Regions from separate parts of the Mus musculus genome. Here region 1 is linked to region 2. The links are chromatin contacts, called in public promoter capture Hi-C maps. All regions are on one chromosome and are shown on one strand. Each heading gives the region's core, a stretch centred on a gene start, on an enhancer-like site or on the middle of the called end of the contact. The rest is flanking DNA. Distances are from core to core; before and after follow the strand shown. Region 1 has its middle 22 kb from the start of Ube2k. Region 2 overlaps Klhl5 (kelch-like 5).

Evidence for each region. Capture Hi-C pulls out chosen DNA fragments and counts their contacts.
Region 1: a contact with region 2 is called in a promoter capture Hi-C map of adipose tissue. The contact joins two enhancer-like sites.

Annotation. Positions count from the first base shown.
Region 1 is chr5:65,513,403-65,516,842 of GRCm38.p6, reverse strand. It overlaps a transcript of Smim14 not described here. Among named protein-coding and RNA genes, the nearest start is that of Ube2k, 22 kb to the left of the region's middle. Within about 2 kb of position 2,077, at least 102 of the 459 cell types and tissues checked have an H3K27ac peak or open chromatin away from gene starts, as enhancers often do. A contact at or near this core is called in adipose tissue, where this site is marked.
Region 2 is chr5:65,155,264-65,158,587 of GRCm38.p6, reverse strand. It overlaps Klhl5 (kelch-like 5), which reads right to left. Exons shown (of 11, transcript NM_175174.4): 6 at 2,347-2,533. Among named protein-coding and RNA genes, the nearest start is that of Klhl5, 26 kb to the right of the region's middle. Within about 2 kb of position 1,522, at least 37 of the 459 cell types and tissues checked have an H3K27ac peak or open chromatin away from gene starts, as enhancers often do. A contact at or near this core is called in adipose tissue, where this site is marked.

The sequences.
Region 1 (3,440 bases), core at 828-3,327, 360 kb before region 2:
CCCTGGGAAAAAAAATCTTCACAGACATACCCAGAGATATGTTTCCCAGATTCTAAATCAAATCAAGTGGACAATGAAAATTAACCATCACAGACTATTGTCAGAAACCCACCAGTAAACTGAGGTTTCGTGACTTTTCCCTCTGAAATGGGGATAATCTTGTGCACATAAACATGGTGTAAATACAAAATATGGTTATAACACAAAAGGCACCATGTCTCTACAGAGGCAGAAAGTGACCAGAATACAAATTTCTTGATTCTGAAATTTCTCCTCTAGCCCAAGTTCTTTTTTTTTTCTTTTCCAAGCGTTTCCTTGCTGTCTGGAGAGTTTTTTTTTTTTTAAGATTTATTTATTTATTATATATATGTAAGTATACTGTAGCTGTCTTTAGACACCCCAGAAGAAGCACCAGATCTCATTACAGATGGTTGTGAGCCACCATGTGGTTGCTGGGATTTGAACTCACAACCTTCAGAAGAGCAGTCAGTGCTCTTAACCGCTGAGCCATCTCTCCAGCCCTCTAGCCCAATTTCTAATCAAGACTTTGAACAAAAGTACACCATGACAAATTTTAAAATGTACACTTCCACAATGCACTCAGCAATTCAAAGTGAATGAGAAAGGGAGGGGCACTGAGGTAGTACTGAAAAATGTGAAGTCAATAAAACAGGCATAGAAACCAGAAAGCTGCAAGAGGCAGTAAGGAGAAGCAGGCAGAGGGAAAAAAACAAGAGAAAACAAATGACTGGGGACTGATTTCTTTGCCACGGTCCTTGGCTGTGCTGTACCAAGAAACTCATTTATAAAGGGAGAAGACTAGAAATGCATCAGGATCGGTGAGGAAGGAAGACAAGAATGAGGGGTTGGGTTCCCATGGCTATGCAAAGCTGTTTTGATTGGTAGGAAGGAAGCAGTGACTGTGTCTGCGCACCTCCTCAGGGGAGACTCAGGGGTTGAAGGGATGCTGAAGGACGGTAAACTGAGCTGGCATGGGTTGTTTGATTTTAGTAACTTGATTGTCTAGACAGGGTTGACAGGGATGTGTTTCGGGATGGCTTTGAACTTCCATGGTAAAGGACAACCTGATCCTCCTGCCTTTATCTCCCAAGATCTAAGATTACAACACTGTGCCACCACAGTCTATTGTCCCACCACATCTAGTGCTTGGTGGGCTTTTTGTTATTGTATTTAGTGTGTGCATGCACACACCACTGCATCCCAGCACATATGGGGTTTTGGGAGTTGGGTGTCTCCCTCCATCATAGGGATCCCAGAAATCGAACTCAGATTCTCCGGGATGTCAGAAAGCACTTTTATCCACAGAGCAGTTCGGTGACCCAAGTGATGCATTTTTATTTGTTTAATTGTTGTTTGATTTTTTTTTCTAGTGGGTGTAAGGGGTGTCTGTGTGACCATATATGGGTGTGAATGGGCAGATGTCCACAGTGGCCAGAAGAAGAGCTTGGATTGTCTGAAAGAGCAGCAGGTGTCCAAACTTTGAGCTATCTCTCCAGTCCACTTGATGCACATTTTAAAAAGGTGCTTCTCTCTCTCTCTCTCTCTCTCACACACACACACACACACACACACACACACACACACACACACACACACACACACACTCGGGGAGCCAGAGAGCTGTTTAGGATATGATTTAAGTTTCAGGAAGCGTCCTGTGGTTGACATCTGTTCATCGGTTACTCTTTGTTAATCACCTTGGGAAGGAAACAGGATCTGAAAGTCACTGACGTGTCCAAAGCAAATACAATATGTTTGGTGTGTAGCTGTGTCTCAGAATATGGAGAGAGTCATAGTTGGGGGTCTTGGGAAAGTATGTGAACTGTGTCACAAAGATCAAATATTCCAACTAGATGATGGAGCATTGCACTGGAGGTTGAACCATCTGGGCAGAACAGTTCCTCAATAACCAGTCTTCTGTCAAACTGACATTTCAGACAATCAAGTCCTACTTCCTTTTCAAAGACTTATTTAAAAAGTGTCTTTGTGTACAGTAGGGGAGAGGAGGCTCCTGAGTGTGCCACAGCCCATTTCCTGCTGAGCCAGTTCTACTCCTTGCCTGTGCAATGAGTGACACAGAAGACCAGTAGGTGCTGACGATTGAGCCAAGCATGTAGGCTACCAGCCTCTTCCACTCTCTCCAGCTCTCACCTTTTATTTCCACATAGTACAGGCTAGACTTGAGCTCATGATCTTCTGCCTAAAGCCTTTGAGATTTATTTTTTAAATCTTTTTTTTTTTTGAGTCCTCTTTCTCATCCCTTATTAGGAGGAAGGAGAGATCCAAGGAATACAATTTGAAGCTAGTGTCCATCTGAGTTCATGGGGAATTCCCATCGCCAGTTAGTTATTCTGTAATGGCCTCAAGCACTTTGCAGGGACAGAAGAAAAATCATAAGGAACCTATTAACTGAACAGGGTCCTCATGATGACTAAGAACACATTGTTCAGTGTGAACTTAGTGTCTGATGTCTTTTTAAAAAGTCATTAAAGCGAGTCCTTGTGAAGTAGATTTATATATGACTATTAGTGTAACTGCATACAGAGTTAAAGTCCAGAATGCCAGAATGTTACTAGAGACCAGAGGTTTTTAGACCTTTTAGACTTTTGCAGAAATTTTCTTTCTTTCTTTTTGGTAAATGGGGCATTTGTTTTGTTTGGAAGTTTGCTTGAGACGGGGGTTTTACTAATATAGCACTGGCTGGCCTGAAGCTGGCTACGTGTAGACCAGGCTGGCCTTCAACTCACCAAGATTTGTCTGCCTCAGCTTCACAGATGATGGGATATGTGCTACCATGCCCAGCTTAAAAATGGTTTTTGTTAGCATATATGGTGAAAAATTCTTAAGAAGTCTCTCTCCAAGAGCAACAGATTAAAATTAAGAACACAGTCAACTTCAGTGATGTGTACTGGCTTTTCTCCACTCTTAGAGGTTCTGTTCTGAAAACCACAGGACCTCCACTAGGGCTGATTGAGAAGACCCAAAGGAAAAGGATGCCCACGGACAGGAGAGTTGTACATCTGAGTGCGGTGAACTAGATAGAGGCTGGCTGTTGTAGGACAGGATCATGGCCAGGAGCACAGTGCTTCATGGGTGTAATAAAGGGAGGTCCCAAAGGACTGGCAATGAACTCTTGCTGGCTTCCCTTCAGGAATGCAAAGTGAAGTTCAAACTAGCAGTTAGGTTAACCCTTGCCTCGTCTCTATTATATTTCCCATTTGTAAATAATTGTCTGATGCCCTCTTCTAACCTTTGGGGACACCTGGCAGGCACATGGTGTATCATATAGACAAAAGACTCATACATATGTGTGTGTGTGTGTGTGTGTGTGTGTGTGTGTGTGTGTGTGTGTGTGTGTGTATGCTGGAGAGATAGCTCTATAGTTCTTGCTGTTCCAAGTGCTGGGATTAAAGGTGTGC
Region 2 (3,324 bases), core at 273-2,772:
GAACTCACTGTTCTGGCTAGGCTGGCTGGCGAGGGGCTCCAGCAATCCACCTGTCTGCCTCCCCAGCCCTGGGATCACACAAGTGTGCCAGCTGTGTATATGGTTTCTGGGGATTTGAACTCAGGTCCTCTTGCTTGCATGGAGAAGCACTTTAACAGTGGAGTCATCTCCCTAGCCCCAAAGTATAAAGGTTTCTTCGAGCATCGACAGCAATACTTTTATGCTATCTTATGAAGCCCCTGCAGTACGGCCCTCGCCTGTGCCATGACCTTTTCTCCCATCATTCTCCCTGGCATACTCCAGGCCCAGCATTAAAACATCCAGCAGGGGACGTTCTTTGTTCAAAGAGGCCAGGAAGACGCTCAGCAATTGGCGGAAGTGCAGGGAGGGAGCCACAGGGGATCATTCTGAGAAGGCTGGCCACAGTGCAGACAGGGTTCTTGGACAAGCTGAGGGAGGCTGTCTCCCTTTTGGGATCGGATTGTTGGGTTGTTTATAGAAGTCAATGGAAAGGTCTAGGGGAAGGAAACCGCTGACCCAGGAGATAAGGGAGACAATTATTATGTGAGGTTCTGGAAGAAAGAACAGTAACAACAAAACGGGCGGAGTGGGGCTGACACCACGCAAGGGAGGGGGCACGGCAAGGAGGAAGGACAAAGGTCGCCTGGGAACCATTCTGCCGGAAGTGAAGGGAGTTACTACCCATGGGGTTTACCATGGAAAATTCCAGAGCTCTTTTGCTCTCTTTCAAGATGTGGAACAGCAACAGCAGAGATTTAGGAAAAAGTGAAAGAAAGTATCTCACTTAAAAAAAAATCTAACTCGCACTTCCGTAGAGATCGAGTCTTTTTCTAAGCTGATAATTTACCAGCCTGTTCTAGCATTATAAAGGACTGCAGTCGCAGTGGACACTTACTCCTCAGGCTTGTAAAATCAGCATCAGAGCTACTACTGTTGAACCTAAAACCAGACCGTCCGGCTGGCTCCACACCCGGCGCTGTGTTTACTTACCCTACACAGGCTAAGGCTTTTGAGACTGACACCAACTCCCGTTCCATCTTGTATTCTCCCAGAACTACACAGAATCAATCCCTTCTAAACACTAGCTGGTTTAAAAATACTTTTTACTTTGCATAGCCTTTCTTTGTAATATATGGCAATAATGATATTTTATTCATTCAGATTATATACATGTGTGTAAAGTATCAAGATTGTATGGATTTGTTTGATTCTTCACTCCAACCATGACTTTAAAGTGTCCATAAAATAAAATAAAAAATCGCCTTCCATCAAACAAAAATCTTTTTCCATTGATGAATTTTCAAGCTTTTTTTGTTTTTTTTTTTTGTTTTTTGTAGACTTCTGTTATAAACTGGAAAGCCAAAATTTAAGAATCTAAACTAGTAATACAAATATGCATCTATAAGTTTGTGGGTGTGTGTGGAGAGACAGCACAGTGGTTAAGAGCGCCTAGCTTCAATTCCTAGCACCCACAGAATGACTGGGAGCATAGGGAGGGTGCAGGATCTACTGCCCTCTTCTGGCTCCCACAGGCACTGCATGCCTATGGTGCACATTAGACGGGGCTGGAACAGGGCTGAGAGCAGAACCAGGATGAGCTGAGACTGTGTGACTTCTGTCAGGGTTGCAGGCACCACTGCAGGAGGATGGGCAGAGGTCAGGTGTACAGAAAGGCCCCATAACAACTGACAGCCAATAGCACCATGCATGGTCTTCAACCTCTAGGAACAACTGTTCACAGAATCCAAGTTTGTAACTCAAATATTTGTGTTTAGCTTTCATTTCTATATATGTATGTATGTATTCATGAATCTTTTCTTAATTGTTTAAGAGTAAAAATCACAGAAATGATGACCCCGTGGCCCTAAATATTTCAGCAGATCTTCCTCAGAGAAAACGATTCTTTTTAAAAGTCATCTATGTGGAGTGAAGTGTTCTTACTGAGCTAGATCCCTAGCCTAAAGTAGCTAGTTACCTCTTCCTAATCTCATCTGTCTCTATCAGTTGGCACCATGAAAGAAACAGCTTTCCTTTCCATCTGTGTCTCTGTGAACTCACGGAGACTCTGATTTGACGTTAGCTTCTTTTACAGTAATTACTTACTATGATGCTCAAGTTACTTAAACTCAATGGAAACTCCCAACAAGATGTCTTCTCTACCTTTTGATCTGCCTCTTACCATGCCTTGAATATTTTCTGCCACTAAGGTGCTTTCTGGTCTCATCTTTTCCTGTCCTTGTCCCTCAACCAGTCACTTCTCCACCGGGCCTCTTGGTAGTGTTACTGGTTACCCTCTGTTCCTTTAGATCAACGATCTCCCAATACCCTTTGTTGAATCCATCCCTCCAACTGCAAATAACGTTCCAACAGTTGACTTGCGAGGCTTTGTCCGAGGACTCTGCAACATGGGTCGTCTCTCAGGTAATAAATGGTACTTCATTGCTTCCATGATGAGTTTCTGACATTCAATGTCATCCCGGAAAAGTGCATTGTTTTCCATGTCTGCCAGGAACTAGAAGAGAGCAGGGTATACAGACAATGAAGACATGTAAATATACTTTTTAGTTCACTACTGCATTTTGCTGGTCTGTTTATTTCTAGGATTTTACTTCATTTTTGAGACAGGGTCTTACTATGTGGCCCTGGTTGGTCCAGAATCCATGATGTACAGCAGGCTAGCCATGGCCCCCTGATTCTCCTGCTTCAGTATCTCACACAGTGAAATTGCAGGCAGCAATCACCACCATGGGCTCATGAGTGCCCCTGCCTCATGAGTGCAGGGATGAAAGACATTTATCACCCTCCCCTGCCCGGTTTCTGTTGTTTCTGATGTAGGAACTCATATTGGCTTTGAACTCTTATGTGTCCCAGGCTGACTCTGAACTTGGGCTCACAGGTGCTGAGGCTATAGGCAAGAGCTGCCCCAGATTATTGGTGTCTTTACTGCATGCTCTGAAATCTGATATTTTGGTCTCCCTCTCATCAAGTTTCACAGTTTTCTTGGCTATTTGAGGTCTAGTTTTCCATGTTGGTTTAAGACAGAGTCATCTAGTTATCTTTATTTTCTTGGCTTTCTGGTGTGAATGGTGCTAAGTTCTTTTATTAGTTATGGAGAATACACATTTTGTGATATTAGGTCTTTCTGTTCAAGGAGCCTTCTCACTTGTATCACTTTCTTTACTGTCTTTCCCTTCATTTTGTTAAATCTATTCTTATATATGTAATTATTTTTATTGCCATTTTATTTTTTCTGTTTTTTAAAAAAAACTTTCTCTCTCCTTCTTCCTTCTCTTCTCTTCTCTT